Regions from separate parts of the Capra hircus genome. Here regions 1 and 3 are each linked to region 2. Evidence: chromatin contacts called from public Hi-C data. All regions are on one chromosome and are shown on one strand. The core of a region is the stretch at or near the end of the contact, and the rest is flanking DNA. Distances in the headings are between cores, read along the strand shown. Region 1 overlaps TUBD1 (tubulin delta chain). Region 2 overlaps VMP1 (vacuole membrane protein 1). Region 3 overlaps VMP1 (vacuole membrane protein 1).

Region 1 (2,771 bases), core at 226-2,725, 100 kb after region 2:
AACATCTGAACATGGCAAACTCTCTTAAAAGTCTTCTCTTTGCTTCTATGTTTACTCCAAAAGTTAGCAAGCTTTCAAAGTTTATTTCAAGCTCTGTCAATTCAAGACAGTGACAATAAAAGGCACATTGGAGGGGAACTCCCTGGTGGTCCAGTGGTTAGGGGACCTTCCCAGGTGACTCAATGGTAAAGAGTCCGCCGGTCAATGCAGGAGACGCAAGAGGCATGAGTTAGATCCCTAGGTTGGGAACATCCCCTGGAGGAGGAAATAGCAACCTGCTCCAGTATTCTTGTCAGGAAAATCCCATGGACAGAGGAGCCTGGTGGGCTACAGTCCCTGGGGTCATGAAGAACTGGACAGGACTGAGCGTGGATGCACGCCTGCCGATGGTTAGGACTCGGAGCTTTCACAGGGTTTCATCCCTGGCTGGGGAACTATTATTAAGAAACCAGCAAGCTGCCAGGCGTGGCCAAAAAAAAAAAAAAGCACACAGGGAAAAAAAAAGTGTGTTCAGATTTGGCTGTCTACCCAGCACATATTCAACACCCCAGAGGAGATGACTGGGTTCAGTATAAACTCTTGAGAAGTGCCTGGGAAGTCTTATCTAAGGTGTGAAACTGCAGAAACACACAGGTCCGGTTCTAGGAATGAAATGAAGCCTCCCGAGTGTTTTTCAGACAACACTTAACTTGCACTTAAGCCAGATGATCCTGTTAATAGCCCCAGCCCCTCAAAATGTTCTGTAGAAGGAGAAATCACATTAGAATATCAAGGGCGGACATGAATTCAATTAGTGAAAACAGCTGCTAGCATTTAATGGCAGTGGGACGGGAACTAGGCCAGAACTAAACAGAAAGCGCACAGTCCTGAGGAGGGGGGTTCAGGGAATGGCCAGGTACAGGAGGGGAGACCCCTGGGAATCCTGGCTAATCCAAGCACAGGCTTATCCAGTCATCTAGGAGTTCTGCTGCCACATTAAGTAACTGTGGCAGAGGGCAGGGAGCCCGCTAACGCAATTCTTCACATCAGGCAGACATTTCATAGTATCAGGTGGAGCTGAACTTGCTATATCCTTCTCACTGAGCAAATCAGGATCTCGTCCATTCTCAAGGATCTAATTTTGGAAAATTACTATGGAACAGTTCTTGAGCATTTACTAGTCAGGCACCGGCCTAGGTGTTTTTCCACATTATTATCTCATTTTAACCTTCACCACACATATCCTCTCTTTTGGATCCATCATACAGGAAAGGAAGCCAGAAGTAACGTGTTCAAAGTTTCATACCTACAAAGTGCTCACTCCATGGCAGTCTGAATGTGTTCCCCCCAAATTTACACGGTGAAACCCTAACTCTCAAGGTCCTGATATCAGGAGGTAAGGCCTTCGGGACTGAGATTCTCACCACAGTGGAGCCCTCGTGAGTGCGGTGACAGGCCCACGAGAGCTCCTTCGCCTCTGCCGCCAGCTCAGGACACAGCAAGAAGACGCCGTCTGCAAACCACGAAGTGAGCCTTCACTGGACGTCGCATCTGCTGGGACCTTACTCTTGGAATTCCCGGCCTTCAGAAATAAACTTCTGTGGTTTATAAGCCACCCACTTTATGCTATTTTTGTTATAGCAGCCCAAACAGACTAAGACACTCCAGAACCTGCCTAGCAGTTATCTGCCTCAGGTTAGGAAAGGTTTGTAGATTTCTTTTGTGCTTACCTTGAAGCAAACATATTCCATGCTTTGCCCACAATCCTATCAAGTGGTTTTACTAAGGACTGGCTATTGCTGACCAAGGCTGCAGACTTCTCATATTTCCTAAAGGCTCGCTGGGTTTTCCACACATTGAAAGCGTGCACAGGCTCTAACCAGGAAGTATAGAGAGCTGGATCTTTAAATGCTCCTAGAGTAAAACAACAAGCCATTGTTTATATCACAAATCATTAATTTTGGCAACAAATTAATAAACACTTTCTTTTCCATTTCACCAGAAGTCTTTTGTATTGCCTTTTTAAAACTAGCTTTATATTGCTTTTGGATAAATGATCCATGTTCATCATTATTAAAAAAATTCACACCATTCAGAGAAGTATTAAGAAGAAAATTTAAGTCAACTCAACAGTTGAAATGTCACCACCCAGAAATAATGACTATGAACAGTCTGCTGACCCTCTCTTATATTGGAATTTTACACGCATGCTCTTATGTGATTTGTATTTTCCATCCACCAATACGTTGTGAACCTCTTTTCCATGTCAATAAATATCACCCATATTTTTAAAAGCTTCTATGAACATATCATTTACTTAACACATTTCCTACTGCTGGGCGTTTTGTTGTTCCCACATTTCTATCAGTGTGAAAGATACTGCAATGAATATCTTTGAAAGAACACCTCTATGTACCTGCATCATTTCCTGTGGGCAAATTTTTAAAAGTTAGATTACTTTACATGTCCTTTTATTAATTCTCTTATTTTAAAATCTAAAATGAAGAATAGGAAGAAAGTACCGCATCTGATCGACTTGATATGATCTCTTCTTAATTATTACTACTCTTTTATTTAAGGGTGTTACAGGGGCTTTCCTCATGGCTCAGTGGTAAAGACTCTGCCTCTCAGTGGAGGAGACGTAGGAGACACCGGTTGGATCCCTGGGTTGGGAAGATCCCCTGGAGAAGGGAATGGCAACCCACTCCAACATTCTTGCCTGGGACATCCCAGGGACAGAGGAGCCTGGTGGGCTACAGTCTATGGGATCTCAAAAAGTCGGACACAACTGG
Region 2 (2,700 bases), core at 145-2,644:
ATTTATTTTAGTCTTAGCATGTATGTAGCAGGTTTCCTTTCAGGTGATTCAGAACTTGAGTGCTTATTTACTAGTGGAAATAATGCCCAGAGTAAAAACAGCTTAATAAAGAGAAGGTGACTGCTGTTAACTTCTTTGATGTATCTCTGTGTTTGAATGTGTCAGAATTTTCACCTTAATAGTGATTTGGCCCAGGGAACGATGACAGCCCAGGGGCCGCACTTTTGCTGTAAAGGGGCCAAATAGTAAATGTTTTAGGCTTTGCAGGCCGTGCAATCCCTTTGGTAATTCCTCTGATCTGGCATGGTAACAAGAAAGCACCCAGGAACAGTATATAGGAATGAATGTGACTGTTTTCCAGTCAGTCTTTATTCAAAAACACAAAGAGCAGACTGGGTTTAACCCCAGGCTGTAGTTTGCTAACCCTGGCTCTAATTCATGGAATGACGATAGTACACCAGAAGAAGCATATTGAACTCGGGAGCCTTAGTGAACTAACTACTCTCTAAGGATTTTTATGTGACATGTTATGCATTTGATTTCTCCATTTGCCAAAAAAGGATTTCTTCTCTCTTCCAGGTCATAAGAGTAGACTTAACATGACGTTTTGGGAGAGAATTATAGTTGTGCAAGTGCTTGAGTGGTCTGGAAGACCATCAGGGGGTTAAAAAAAAAAAGGCAACTTTTCATGAAGAGAAAAGTAAAAGAATTTCTTCCGGTTGAGCTGCCTGATGACAACAAAATTTAGTTCTGATCTCATGTTTGAAACCATTGATGTGTGCAGAACCAGCCTGTTGTAAAAATACAACCTTTACAACCCTGCAATCATTTGAGAAATAAATAATTTTTGAATTACATTTAGATTGTTACAAATAATTGGGAGAAGCGATAAGGTAATTTCAGTAGCCACATTAGAATTATTCCCATTACTAGGATATATGATTCGTAATTTTGTAAACAACCAGCTTAAAAGCAGGAACATTGGAACTTGATAATGAGAAATATATCTCAGACATGCTCCTTATATGCACGTACATTATTATTCCTAATGTTGTAAGAGAAGGTGATTTAACAACTGTCAGGTGGCTCAGTGGTAAAGAATCCGCCTGCCAATATAGGAGACCCAGGGTCAGTCCCTGGGTTGGGAAGATTCCCTGGAGTAGGAAGCAGCAACCTACTTCAGTATCCTTACCTGGGAACTGCCATGGACAGAGGAGTCTGGCAGGCTGCAGTCCATGGAGTCGCAAAAGCGCTGGACACGAGTTAGCGACAGACAGCAGCAACAAACTGCATATGCTATTAATGATTATAAAGTCTGTTCTGTTTAACAGTAACAAAGAGAATGAGTCCTTCAGCAAGAATTTACAGATAATGTGTACACAGACAGTTTTGACACTAGGTGGAGCAGTTTCCTGGAGAAAGGTTTACCAAGCCCTATGTTCCTTTCAAAACAAGGCCAGCTCTTAGACAAAGAACTCTGAGAACAAAAACTGTCAACAATCACTTTAAAGTTTTTAAAGACTCTCAAATAGTAAGCTGTAAATAGAAGGCTGAATGTATTGTACAAAATGCCTTTTCTCTTTGTCATCTATTTTAACCATTGAATTCCCTCACCTTTGGGAATCAAAACGGGAGGAATTTTCACATTAGAACTGCCTTATTTAGATGGCAATTAGAACATAGAAAAGTTTCGAAGCTATTTAGTTACATTGTAAAGTAGATCAGATTTTACAAAAAGATATACCATCAGGGCATTATCATCTGAATGGTATTTATGAGTCAGTTGTGTTAAACGACTGTTTTAGATTAAGAATATCACTTTATAGATAAAGATTGGTAGTTTAAATACATTGCATCTAAAAATCAGTGAATGTCAAGAGTGTTTTAAGTACCATGAGAAGCCATGGCCATAAAACTGTAAGTTTAGAATGTGGTTATCAGATATGGTAATAAGATATAAATGAATAAAGAATTCTACTTGAAAACATAAACAAAGACCATTTTAATAAAAAAAAATTGGGACTGTTTGTTATATAGTAAATACAAGGAAAGTAAGTAGTGAGATATTTGCCCCTGTGTAAAATGCAAAAGTCTGCTTTTCCCTTAAAGTTTAATGTTGCTTCACTGCTAAAATGTGGTAAAAATTGTATTAAGAAGTCCAGCGTCTTGATTACTATCAAATGTTCGCAGAACTTCTCTGTCTGTAGCGCCCTGTTTCCTTTAGTGAATAAGCGCCTCATCGTTTGTATATAGTGCTTTGTAGTACTCTTTTATATGTATACATATAAAGCCTTTCTTAAGCTTTTTGACTCTTGGCTACTTATTGCCTAAAGAAAATGTTATTTGAAAAACTGCATGGATATGGGTTGAAGTGAAATAGTGAAGCAGTTTCAATAAGAGAACTATTATAGGAATCATTTAATGCCATGAGCTGGAACAATTCTTTTAAAAATTGTTAGCCAACCTCTTCACATTTTTTCCTGCTTGACTTCTGATGATTGCTCCATAGTTTACCTGTCTGTCCCTCTGTAAGACAAAAAAGGGAAGAAATTGCCAAAAGGAAGGTTCTAGTGTGACCTAATATTGCTCTGTATAGGTATAATGACTCTGGCTATAAGTATGCAGTGACTCAGGGCTCTTGCGGGAAGACCATCAGGCCCTTCTTAGAAAAGATCTGTTTGCCCTTTTTTTGATGAGGGC
Region 3 (2,843 bases), core at 268-2,767, 85 kb after region 2:
GAATAAATTTCTGGGAACTCCCTGTTGGTCAGTGGTTAGGACTTGGCACTTTCACTGCAGTGGAGCCAGGTTCAGCCCTTGATCAGGGAACTAAGATCCTGCAAGCTGTGCACCAGCCAAAAAAAAAAACGAAAAGAATCAATTTCTGAAGAAAAGTTCTTAAAAATCTGCAATCTTCAAAGCCAGTCTTCTTACACATTTATTTCATTGGATTTTTTTATATTTCTGTGGTTTATTTCAAGTGTAAGTGGATGCGCTATTTGCATTCTTTTACGCATTATATAAAGAACTACCCAGGGAAAATCTTTCTTTTAAAGAGAAAGTTTGTACTGTTGTTGCTCCTTTGTAGAATAGTCGTTACCGAAAAACAGCAAACAGTTCAGAGACAGCTCTGCTGGTTTACCATACTCACGTGAGGCCACACAGAAGGCTGTGAGAGGAAAGGAGACTTCTCCATCTTGGAGATCTGTCTTACGGGTCTTCTGGGATCATCCATGCAAGTCACTGCCTCTGCTACATATCTCTCTTCAGGCCTTTTTACACATCTTTCAGTATTCCTTAAAGGACTTTTTAAACAACTTCACCCCACACTGGTCTCTCTTTTCTCCCTTCAGTTTCTTTGGAATGTGTCTTCTGTACCAAAAAATTGAGAAATTTATTACTGATTTATAAATTCTCTTATTCACAAATGAGTTCGTGTGTGTGTGTCTGTGTGTCTGTGTGTGTGTGCGCATGCGTGTTTTGAATCCATATAATATTGATTTGAGTTCTTGGACATGGACCACTTCTTGCAGTTTTTTTCTCTCCCCATAGCACCGATTACAGTTTGGATATAAAATAAGGACTCTATTAAGGGCTTGTTGGTTGATCATTAACAGACCCGAGAAAAGTGTCAGCCAGGAGTATGTATTTGTGACCCTCTGGTAAATAGAGTAGCAAGAAATTTCTCTTCTGTACTCCTGCTTTTTGTTAGAGAAAGCAGCAACTGAAATTGTTCTAGAAAAAAGGTGGTGACATTAATACTTGCTTAGAGGAGAACTTTAGGTACTGTTGCAAATACATAAAATACCCTTTGCTGGCCCCAGGAAAATGACTGGGCTCATTTAGCTTTTAGCCCTGTTATGACAGATGAGAAAATAAAGGTTATAGAAAGTAGAGATGTTTGGTTTTCTAAGTCGCCCCAAGTTACCGTTTTTTTAAAATGCCTGCAAGCATTTCTAAATCGGGAGCCTGGTAGCTACAGTTGCCAAACCGGTTTAACAGCACTGCCTGAGCACATTCTAGGTGAGAGGGAGCTCTGAGTCCATAAACTTATCAGCGATCACTATCCCAGTCATCTCAGAACAAGTTGTTTAGTAATGTTGTGTAGTTTCTATGCAAGCCATCCACCATAAGCCACGACGTGATTCAAGGTTCATAGTTCCTTCTTTGTGCCTTTGTTAATCACTGACTTCTGCCTGGTAGGAGGTGCCTCCCAAATTTGCTAATGCATTCTTTTTGGATAAGGATGACGCACAGATTGTCCTAATAAGGACTTGGATTGAGAAAGGACCGCCTCCTCGGAGAAGATGGGACAAGTCAGTGAGAGGGCGGGCAGTTTCTTTTTCAACCAGGGATGACACAAGCATAAGTCATTTCCTTATTAATCGGTTCAAACCAGTTCTTACAGGAACTGGTGGTGATAAATGTGAGACTTCTCAGAAGTCATTCATTTTACTCTTTGTACCACACCAGTGTGCAGCATCGGCTGAGCTCGCCTCACTCTGAGAGAACCAACTCTTCTGCTAGACTCTCAGCTCCTATTTCCTTCTTAAACATGTTGGTGGGAGAGAGTTGTCTCCCGTAAGGGGTTGTGAAAGGATGAATTTTTATCCATTGGGAAGAGTTCACAGGATTTTGCCAGCTCTGCTGATTGTTGTTGGGTTTTTTCCTCTTTCTGTCTAGTCCCTGCTTTTTTGAGTCAAGGCGGTAAGTGGATTTTCCTTTAACATTCTTTCTTGCTTTTCTTCCCAAATGTGTCTTTTTTCCTGGGGTTATTGTACCACGCCTCCAGTGCTGTCCCCGGCATAGGTCCATCTCTGCAGAAGCCATTCCAGGAATACCTGGAGGCCCAGCGGCAGAAGCTTCACCACAGAAGCGAAATGGGCACACCGCAGGTGAGACTTTTCCCTGGTTTTCTTCTCTTTCCCACCCCCACGGTTTCAGGCTGCAGTTACATTCACGGCACTCACTGGCATTTTTAGGCAAATAGAGTGAGGTTTGTCAGGCTTAATAGAAGTTTGAAGCTCTGTGTACCCTCTACTGGCAAATGTCTTTGTCTAAAGCAGAAAAATGTAACTTCTGTTTTGTACTTCTCCCCAAAACGAGCATTGGGCTAATGGAAAATAATGGATATGTTATGTAGAATGAGTTATTGCCTTGATCTTCAGTGATTTATTTATAAGTAGCAAGAATACTTTCCAAGTGGATTAGAAAGTTAAGATTTATAGCATAACAAAATATTGGATTTAATGAGTTCATTTGAATATCTATTTTTGCTCTCTTTTTCTTTTCATTGATGGGAAAATAATTTTTTTCTTAAATATAAACCAAAGCTGTTAACATAACTGAACTTAAAAACTTTAAGCCTGCCTTTTATATAAACAGTTCTGTAGCAAAGAAAGGAAATGACTAGGAGAGGATGAGTAAGCAATAACCTGAAATGGGGAACTTGAAGGAAGCATAGGGTTATTTTTGTTGTTTTTTTTTAATGGCCTTACAACGCTTTATGTGGCCCTTTGCTGCCCTCAGTTGACCAAACATAACTCCAGAAATAGATAACATTTATGTTTTAAAAGCTGCTC

The links. A called contact is a pair of places that touch in the nucleus more often than the background predicts.
Region 1: a contact with region 2 is called in a Hi-C map of blood, with 5 times the contacts expected there. The contact joins two enhancer-like sites. A contact is called at or near these places in 3 of 5 Hi-C or Micro-C datasets (blood and liver).
Region 3: a Hi-C map of blood shows a contact between it and region 2, with 2.4 times the contacts expected there. The contact joins two enhancer-like sites. A contact is called at or near these places in 2 of 5 Hi-C or Micro-C datasets (both in blood).

Annotation. Positions count from the first base shown.
Region 1 is chr19:10,445,351-10,448,121 of ARS1.2, forward strand. TUBD1 (tubulin delta chain) reads right to left here. Exons shown (of 9, transcript XM_018064143.1): 8 at 1,710-1,893. It overlaps LOC108638243 (a long non-coding RNA gene), which reads left to right. Exons shown (of 2, transcript XR_001919667.1): 2 at 1,248-1,594. Among named protein-coding and RNA genes, the nearest start is that of MIR21, 16 kb to the left of the region's middle. Within about 2 kb of position 1,476, at least 1 of the 5 cell types and tissues checked has an H3K27ac peak or open chromatin away from gene starts, as enhancers often do.
Region 2 is chr19:10,341,912-10,344,611 of ARS1.2, forward strand. All of the region lies in intron 5 of VMP1 (vacuole membrane protein 1), which reads left to right. Among named protein-coding and RNA genes, the nearest start is that of VMP1, 42 kb to the left of the region's middle. Within about 2 kb of position 1,395, at least 2 of the 5 cell types and tissues checked have an H3K27ac peak or open chromatin away from gene starts, as enhancers often do.
Region 3 is chr19:10,426,299-10,429,141 of ARS1.2, forward strand. VMP1 (vacuole membrane protein 1) reads left to right here. Exons shown (of 11, transcript XM_018064144.1): 11 at 2,054-2,843. The coding sequence ends at 2,243. Among named protein-coding and RNA genes, the nearest start is that of MIR21, 3.3 kb to the right of the region's middle. Within about 2 kb of position 1,518, at least 4 of the 5 cell types and tissues checked have an H3K27ac peak or open chromatin away from gene starts, as enhancers often do.